Linked DNA regions of Oryzias latipes: region 2 is linked to region 1. The links are chromatin contacts, called in public Hi-C maps. All regions are on one chromosome and are shown on one strand. Each heading gives the region's core, a stretch centred on a gene start, on an enhancer-like site or on the middle of the called end of the contact. The rest is flanking DNA. Distances are from core to core; before and after follow the strand shown. Region 1 has its middle 11 kb from the start of rasa1. Region 2 holds the start of ccnh (cyclin-H).

What was found. A called contact is a pair of places that touch in the nucleus more often than the background predicts.
Region 2: a Hi-C map of gastrula embryo shows a contact between it and region 1, with 2.2 times the contacts expected there. The contact joins the promoter of ccnh here to the enhancer-like site in region 1. A contact is called at or near these places in 5 of 5 Hi-C or Micro-C datasets (embryo, fibroblasts and gastrula embryo).

What each region holds. Positions count from the first base shown.
Region 1 is chr9:14,717,919-14,722,732 of ASM223467v1, forward strand. No RefSeq gene overlaps it. Among protein-coding and RNA genes, the nearest start is that of rasa1, 11 kb to the right of the region's middle. Within about 2 kb of position 2,278, at least 4 of the 8 cell types and tissues checked have an H3K27ac peak or open chromatin away from gene starts, as enhancers often do. A contact at or near this core is called in embryo and gastrula embryo, where this site is marked.
Region 2 is chr9:14,756,614-14,761,427 of ASM223467v1, forward strand. ccnh (cyclin-H) reads right to left here and starts at 2,468. Exons shown (of 9, transcript XM_011479266.3): 1 at 2,173-2,468; 2 at 1,951-2,073; 3 at 1,799-1,872; 4 at 1,401-1,614; 5 at 1,163-1,326; 6 at 808-878; 7 at 605-710. The coding sequence starts at 2,289. LOC105354748 (a long non-coding RNA gene) reads left to right here and starts at 2,534. Exons shown (of 4, transcript XR_909303.3): 1 at 2,534-3,078. rasa1 (ras GTPase-activating protein 1) reads left to right here. Exons shown (of 27, transcript XM_011479267.3): 27 at 1-477.

The DNA.
Region 1 (4,814 bases), core at 1,028-3,527:
AGATGTATTTTGGGTTTTTATCTGTGCTTTTATCTGAGACGGATGGTAGAGTTCAGCCGTGATCTTTTCCCTTTGCATAACTACTCAATTTTGATTCATCTCATTCTCATGCAGATTAATGTCAGCAAAACAAGAGTAACACTGTTTTTCTGCTGTAAAATCGCAGTACAGACTATACAAATACAGTAATATATGTACTATTAGAAAGAATACTTATAGTACAAATCTAACCCCCACCCCCACCCCCGACCCTTGCAAGTGTAGATAATGGATGTATAGATTAATTTGAGCACACATTATAGCTGAACGTGAACTCTGTCAAGTAATTAGTGAGAGGTCTCTAAAGGAGTGGGCGTTCCACGGTTTATGATGATGTCATCCGCATAGAAGTGAAAATAAATTTGAAATATTTTGTCCACGGTCATTGCATTTGATGGTCATACCTAGCCCAGAACCTTAAGATACACCCATTTGGCCTTATCATATTTTAGTGGAGTAGCGCACAACCTAAAGTCCTACTCCAATCATCTTTTGATCTATTTTAAAGGTGTTCCCAATGGTCTTTTAGTTATTATTACACTGTTTTTAGACAACATCAAAATACCTTTGTCGTTGTCAAGGACAGTTTCTGCAGAGAGGCAGTAGTTAATTAGAGTTGTGGTCAGGACTGTTAGCGGGGAATGAGCCCGCCCCCTCTTCCCTTCATCAATCTGTTTACTCTCTCTCCTTCCGGCTTACAGCCCCTTGCCACCCCAACATAACATCGGTGCAACAAAAATGGCAAGCAATAGTAGATCTAGCCGTACAGTTTAGAAGCAGATGTCAGGACAACGAAGACATACATGTATGTAGTCGTCGATAAGTGGATGCTTCAGTTTGGAGCGGAGCAGGGGGCTTGTGGCTTGCTGTTGTAGGTTCAATGTCACTCCTACAAGCTTTTTTAACAGTATCTTTCGTCTGCTCCTAAATCTAAACAATTTGAATAAAGAAATATTCAGAAATGCAGTTTTGAACTTAATTTTCTTTGTATACATCCTCCATCATTAGTGAATGCCACAAGAACATGTTAAAAACACCCGAAAAAGCTATTCTAAATAACAATTCTCAAAACAACAGTCAGCATCACTACTTCTCATTACCAGGGTTGTCTTGGAGCACTGAGGCCAAACAATTGCATTATCTTCTTGCCTAGAAAAAAACCATTTTACCCTCAAATTTACAGTAATGGGATTTTCATAACATAATCTCCCCTCCTCCTGTAGTAAATACTTGGGTTGTGTGTTTGCTTTGAGCACACATTGCTCTATTTATTATGTATTGCATGACACTAAGGCTCTGCTGCATCACTGCTGGCCAGTTTGACCTGTTCATTGTTTATCACAAACATGCCTAATACCCTAAAACCTGATCATGTAAAAAGCCCAGAAGACTTTCATTATACTATCCAGGCTAAATCCTCAGCAAAGGCACGCTTTTTGAGTATAGATGCCAAACAAATACCCCAAAGCTGGATGTTTGAGTTGGCTAAAGAAATGTGTGTTTTGTATGAGGAATTATTATGAGATTTTTAGTTTGACAAATGAGTTGCAACAAAGCCAAAGCTTTCAAAGGCAGCCCTGAGAGAATTAAGTAGGATTTTCTTTCTTTAAATCTAGTCTGATTTCTTACTTTGTGTTGCATGAAAATGGATTTGTTTACTGCTTATTAGATCTTAAGTCTGGATTTTTGAATACGATCCCCAGTTTAATCTTTTTATGTTTCACCTCTCATACAATTTGATTATTTAACTAATTCTAATTAACTCCACGCTTCTGTTTTATGGCCAAATTTGTGTATTGACACGAATGCTGACAATGATTATGCAATAATTGAATCCACAAAGAGGTTTTTTTTTGTTTTTTTAAGGGATACAGAGAATTTCAATCCAGCATTTCTACACAATGTGAGGTAACATGCTGCACAACAACAAAGTAAATGTCCGCAGCTTCAAGCTACAGTCCCCATATGTTTTGAAAATCTATTTATGAGCATGATACACGTGTTAAAAAGGCATAGAAACCCAGGCCTGTCCCTTCCATGGGAGTACGTGGTGCACTGCTGTGACAGTCAGGACTGAACATGTCCTTGGGGATGCTCCATTATTTACAGCATGCCTTCCTGTGGCCCCGATGAGACATGACAGGAGTTTTCAGGAAGCTCATGAATTAGGCAGAAGGGCCTAAAAGCAGAAGGGGAGGGTTATGAGGTGATGGGGAGAGCCCTGGAGTCACAGAAGAGCAACGGGGTTGCAGATTGCAAAGCACATGTCCACAAAGCCTGAGGAGCCAAAGGGCGGTGAAAGAGGTCAGGGAGGTGAAGCAGGCAGACAGGAAGAGACAAACACAGGCTAAAGGGGGAGGTGACAGAGTGATGGAAAGAGATTTCTTTAATGAAAGTCCTTCTCTTTTATTGAAAATAGTGAGAAAAGAAAAACGAGTGAATGAGCAAAAACATGAGGATTGGGGACAAAATCAGACAAATGAAAGGGGAAAGCAAAAAAGCAGAAGTGCAAAGGATGCAGATAAAAGAAAAAAGATGGAGATGATGCCATGCATTCAGTAAATATTTAGTGGTGTGTAATGTCTCAGCTGTTGATTAAATGGACTGAGAGGTGAGCGACGTTAAATAGATAGAACAACCTAATTCAGACAGTGACTCATCACCTGGCGCAGTTAACCACAAACAGTGCTGGCTTTGAGGGAGTGCAGTTTATGTTTTATTGAAATACCCTGACAACTTTTACAAGGTCAATAACATTTAATTGGTGGATGCTGAAGTCGTGAATGTTTACTTTTGGTGATAATTTTCAACATAAAAGTCTGAAATGTCAAAGAAACAATGATTTGTTTCCATAATAAGCATTGCTCTGTTCTAAATTTCTCACACACACGCTTGTCACACGCTTGTAAATTTTAGGGTTTCAATATTTACAAGTGACTTTATTTTTATTTTTTTCCGGAAGTGCCGTTAATGAGATCCTTTTTAATTGGACGTCAGGGATCTACTGCTCATTTCTTGTGGGATCCCCAGACACACAAAGGAACCGCCCCCAAGCACTGGTGCCAGGGTGATATCATCTGATAATCAACCTCAACTACGGGTACCTAGCCACATGGTGCATTTTTATACAGTGAAAGGTTTTTATCAATCACTTTTCGCAATCAGGTTTTTTTGTTTTTTTACGTTATGTACATATTGATTTACGGTCATTTAAACTGCAAGTCATCAGCATTATATCTACCTGAATGGGTGCCAAATGAATTAGGCTTAATAACTGGAATTGTTTAAAAATGTCTGACCTCAACCTGCATTCGGCTGCTCTTACTGGCAAAATCGAGCCAAATGTAGTAAGCTTGAAGGAGTATCAGCTCTCATTTTAGTTCTTATTGACTGTTTTTAAACTCAGAGCAGACAGTCACTTTAAAAAAATGAAAATATAAGTGGCAGGCCATGTGCATGCAGTCTTTTCCCTCCCTCTAGAAGTGTAACTAAAGAGTGCATGTGCTGTCTGCTCCCCCTTTAACCACCACTCAGCCCATATGTGCATTTGAGTAGCAGCTGCAGACAACCCCAGCTGCCCTCTATAAAGAAAGTAAAAATCTGTGTTGTGCACAAGGAGGCAACCCTTTTTGGTTAGTGCGTGTCTTACAGTCAACACGTCAGGAAAAAACTATAAGGGGAAAGCTTTTTAAGCATTTAACCTGGGAAAACCAGTTATATACATGTTTGAAATCTCACTGCTATTAGAATTCATGCGTAAAAACAGTTTTTTGTCAATATTCAGATGTATTAAATCAGTACATTCATGAACAATAAAGATATCCAGCAACTTTTCCATCTTCCTTGGACATGAAAGAAGGCAGAGCATGAAACATTTGAGCAAAAGGCAAACTAAAATATGTTTTTTAAATGTAATAAATAGGGAATAGTCTGACTAAAGGAAAAGATAAATAAAAATTGTACCAACTGTCTAACAACTAATGACAGCTAAAAAAGAAAATGCACCCAAGTAAAAAGTGTGATATTTGAAGCCACATTTGAAGGACTTCCTGTAGTTACTTGCAGCTTCAACAGACTGCAGAATTACCTTACAACAAGATAACAATCAAAAGCACACCACTAAAATAAGTGGCTTTAGAACAACTCTGTGACTGTTTGTCAAAAGAACAGGCAGACGGCTGGATCCAAATGCAGCAGGTTTATTAACTCAGCTAAAAGTCCAAAAAGCTAAATCAGGGTCAGGCAAGCAGGGGTCAACAACAGGTATGAGATCATCTGAGGAGAGAGAGGGTAATCAAGATCTACGCGAGAGTAAGGGCAGGGAATCAGAGTCAGAGTTAGACACAGGGTGAGGAGACAGAAGATCAGGTTAAGATATAATGCTTGGTAAGGAAAGCAGAATGGCAAAAATAATACTTTGCACTGAGCTTAACTCAGTGCAGTACTTAAGTATGCTCTGGTTGATGAATGAGAGTCTGTGCGGCATCCAGGAAGTGTGCGCTGGGGTTGCTGGGAGTTGTAGCATGGCTAGAACTCTGGGGAGACAGACTTTGTTTTTGACTGACCCAGCCAGAGCCCTGACCTAAACCTAATTGAGCATCTCTAGAGAGAGCTGAAAATGGCTTGGCACCAACGTTCACCATTGAATTCGACGCAGCTGGAGAGGATCTGCAAGGAAGAAGGGCAGAGGATCCCCACATCCAGATGGCACAAACTTGTTGCATCGTTACTAAGAAAACAACTCATGGTTGTAGCTCTAAAGGGTTCTTCTAACT
Region 2 (4,814 bases), core at 1,218-3,717, 39 kb after region 1:
ACCATCACCTAAACCCCTTTTATGCCTTTGATGTCATTGAAAGCCTGGATTTCTTGTAGCTCCTCGTTTCTCCGCCATTACAACAAGATGGCGTTTTTGCTTTGTCCTCCGAGTACACCTCTGCTCTGACTGTTTTTCCCACCGATTCACCCTGAAAAGTCCCGCCATGCAGCGATTTCTAAACTTCAAAGTCATAAAGGGTCGGCTTTGTTTGCCTCCCTTCATGTTCTAAGCAGCTGCAACGTCTGGATCTGTGCCTGTCATAGTTTACCAAACTGTTTACTGTAGTTGCACTTGAAGATACCACGGACCTCACCGAGTGTTGGCAGATGAGCCCAGGCGACTCATCGGCTGTACCACTGATGTAGGGGTTTCATACAACAGACGAGGATGTGTTCATTTTTATTTTTCTACCCAATACTGAACCTTTTGCATCTTAGATACAACAACCTGGCTGAAATAAACGGTTACTACATACGCGTGGATTGTTGTTCTCGGTCGCTATTGTTGTGGGTAAATAATGCAGCAGGAATCACAGATTGACAATGTTTAAAGATTGAAATCCTGACTTAAAAGAGCTCATGTGTGTTTTTATGTTTCTTACTTGCTTGAACTGCTAAACTCTGCATGAATCCTCTCCAGCTTCTGTTTGTAAACGTTCACCTCCTCTGCTTTGGGGAGCTCATACTTCTTGAGGAGGCTTTTTGTTCCTGCATGTGCCAAACGCATGAATTCAAAACATCATACAGGAATAACAGCACAACTCTGCCATCTAGTGGTGTTACACTGAAGTGCAAGTTGACTTACGCCTCATTAAGTCGAAAATCTTTGAGAGGGAATCTTTGTCGTCTTTCAGTCCCAAGCACTCAGTCAGGTAGCTGGGGAAGGAAAATAAAATAGGATTTTAGTTTTAAAAAATATATATAAGAAAAAAACTTTTTTGCACCAACTGAGCTTATAATTTAGAAATATCTGAAAAGGAGGAAATGTTCAGAGAATTTTCTTCAAAATATTTGTCACCACCTTCATTTGATCAATTTCTTTCCAGAATAATGTATACCTTTTCCATTTAAATTCCAAGTTTCAACTTGCAAAACCTAATTTGTTTTTCTAATTAAGTTGAATTTCACATACATTGTTGTTAAGGCTAAAGCAAACCTGCCTTTCCATGCTGAGGCCAGCTCTTAAAGCGCTATTCAGAATAGCTGTCAGAGCGATCTGAGAGGGAGAACACAGCAGTCCGGCATCCGTCATGACCGCCTGGGTCAGAAAGTCATCAGCACTCTTCCTCAGTGACTCTGGGTTCTCCAGTGCAGGATAGCGAGTCTAAAAGACAAAGAACACGGATTAAAAACTGGCGATCTGGAGTGACATTCAGCTCTCTTCTGTAAGGTACAAACCTTGAGGTCGATGAGCAAACCCTCTAGCGGTCTGTAGGGGTTGTGGACCACGAGATGAAAACTGAGTTGTTGGATTAACAGCAGTTCATACTCCAGGATTTGCTGAAGAACCCGTTCTTGTCCAGCTGGCGTCTCATGCAGGAGATTGCCCACAAACTGGGTGCTGGACACGTTGAACTCGTCCACTTTGCAGGCCAGGTATGCACACGTCAGCCTGGACAAGAAGGTACGTCAACAGCTGGAAACGTACATGCATGTTTGTAATATATGAACAAACGGAATCGTTCCCATCTTCCTGCAGAAACATCACATTTGCATTTAAACTTTTAGAATGAACCATTCGCATCTTTGAACCGAATGTTTAATGTCTTATCCTTTCCACAGTGACAGTCACTGACATGATGATCCTTGGGTGGTGCTCCATAACAGAGTTGTTGAGGTAGAACCTCCGGAAGTACATGATGGCAGTGCCCTAGAAAAAAAGATGGGCTCCAGTAAGAGTTAGTCGAGTCTGTACACATGAAAAAAAAGAAATGAGACACACACGCACCACAACAGACTTGGGCATTGGAGGCTTAAAAGCGCTGCAGAAGTCCAGGAGTCTCCTCTCATAATGGCGGAATAAAACGTCTTCTTCGTTCCGTTTCAAGAACATGGACTCATACATACCTGCCTGATTTCAAATAAATGTTTAATTAAAAAAGAAAATCGCGTTTTTCCCCCAAACCGTTTACATTAAACGTTTTAAAATGCTTAAAAGAATGTTACCTACCTTCCCACTTTCTATGACTTTTTTACGAAATGCCTCATTGGCACTGCATCTTTTCTGCTCAAGTTCAGCCTCACTTTTGAAGATCCAGTACTTTCGCTGAGAGCTGTTGTGATACATGGCGGCTTCTGATTTACGAGAGCTAAAACCACAACATAATCCTAAAGTAGCTTTATGTATTTTACCACACGGAAATCCTTGAACGATTAAAGTAATCAGCGTAGTGTAAAAGTAGTTAAATCGGGCTGTGTGTTGTTCACCCCCAAGTAGTAGTGAGGACGTCGCGCGATATTTACGTAATGCGGACCCTTGTTGATGACGCATTTACCGTGCTTCCTGTATTAGTGCGTGCTATGATTTTTCCTTATGAAATACTCAATTTCTCATTTTATTTAAACTTATTTATAATTATGTTTCTTTAATATAAAGTTAACAAAATGTTGAAGTGTACACATTTTTACCTCACTTATTTTTAACGGCATGAATTGGACAAACAAATTGTTGAGGTGGAAAGCAATTATTTTTCTGTAAATATTGACCTTTAAGTCTTTCCTCCTAAACAAAATCAGAATAATTAAATGTAATGGACTCACTGATGTGCACACAATCATTTTGAAACATAATTTAAAGTACAAACATCCTTGTTTATTTTTTTTGCTATTGTAACATTGTACCAGTGTAGATGGTCTCCAACAGACTCAGAAAGTATGTTTTAGCCAGAGCCACTCCGCCACCAGTAGTGTTTCTGCATACCGTAATTTGCATAAACATGAGTAATTTATGAATAATAAATGCCCTAGCATTCAGCTGGAGCTGATAATTTGCATATCAGTGCCGCCTTAGTGCCGTGTTATCATGAAGCCCTTCAAGCCTGCATAAACCAAAATCAAAGAAATAGTGCTTTAACAGGTATGTGCTGAAGACTTTTTTTTTTTTTTTTTTTTAAGAAATAACACTAATCTTTCCACAGGCGTAGAGACGCGGCGCGTGCGTCTGAGCTGACAGACAAACGCCTTATTACGTGCGGTGCAGTTGCTGCGAGCACGGCTCTCGCCCGTATATACATGGCTCGGGTTGCCCTGAGAATTGCATAAACATGAAGCGCTGATGCATTATTGATGACACCTTTGCAGCGTTTACTGTATGTTTGCGCACTCGTCTGCTCACGTGCACACGCACGTCCATGCGCCCTTCTGTCTGCGTGTGCGTGCACGATTGCTGTTGACAGTCAGGCACCTTTCCACCTGCTATTTCGCATCATTTGGGGTGTGATGACTCATTTGAAGCCTTTAGTCTTGTGTTACATCTTTGTCACGTTTTTTTTCTTTTTTCTTGACTGCTTTCTTTAAATGTTGAACTCTGCAGAATGACTCTTATTCTTTGAATGTGAGCACACTGCAGTTGATTGTTCTGTGTGTGAGTATCTGGTGGTTTAGAATATTTTTTATCAAAGGAATACCATCTTGTGAGTAAATCTAAATCATACGGAGTCTGACAGGCAGCATTTTAATGGAAAATCAGACTTCGGCATTACCAGATCACACATTAGAGCTGCCTGATTAAGTTAGTCCCATCCCATAATCGGCCCTCCCGTCAGTATTTCAGCAGCTTATAGAAGCATTCCCAGATATTTTGCAAAGTTATGGAAAGATTGACAGTGCAGACGAGGCTAAAGGAAAAACCTCCACAGCTCTGATCAATAAGCTCATGTTTTGAAAATTTGTTTCATCGACTAATACACCTCAAATTGATGCACCAAAAAATTAACCCTCAAAACAATGTGGCGATGTGGTTTTTCTGTAGCAAACAAGAGTGGCAATGCAAATGTGGGTGACCCCACTGACGATGCTCATGGGGCAGCCAGGTGAACCACTCCGCCTCTGTGTACCAGATAAAAAAAAAAAAAAAGTGTATCTCCTACATTTGTGTTTTAGGAAGTAGGAAGCCACCTATAGTGGCCTCACCCGCCCTCCCAGATGTTGATGAGGGGACGTTTTCTTGGCCTCTCAGAGGTCAGCCTGTTGGTTCGGGGAATCTACCTGTGCGCTGCATTCTGCGCCCTGCTTTGTGTCCGTACGGTGGTCTAATGTTGGCATTAAAGCATCCAGGCAAACGCTTTTCCTCCCCTCCCCCACCCCATCCAGACACTCAACGCTCCCCCGCCGTCTCTCTAATTGAGCTTTGTGTCTACCTCCATCTTCATTCAAATCCGCACTCATTTGCATACCGCCACTGCATGCTGGACAGCTCCCCAGCTGTACAGTACAGAACTAAATAAGGAACACAGACCCACTTTACGTGATGCGAATACTAAACACAACAGTCGCTTTCCTGCAATGGAAAATTGTGGCTACCTGAGAGATGGAGCAAAGGGAGGCCGCAGTTCCAAATCTGGGCGTTATCAGAAATGCTAATACAATATTGCATTATTTTTGATAAACAGCTGTAAACATTATATTCTGACACATCATTTTCCTAATGATTCACAACATAATCAATAATTTAAACATCTATTTTCTAAACAGAACGTTACAAACCTTTTTTTTTTTAAAGTGATGATTAGAATTATTTTGGCTGTAGCTTTGCAGCTTTAATTTAGACCTTGACCTTCTTTTTTATTTTCTTTCTATCCTGTTAAGGTCTAA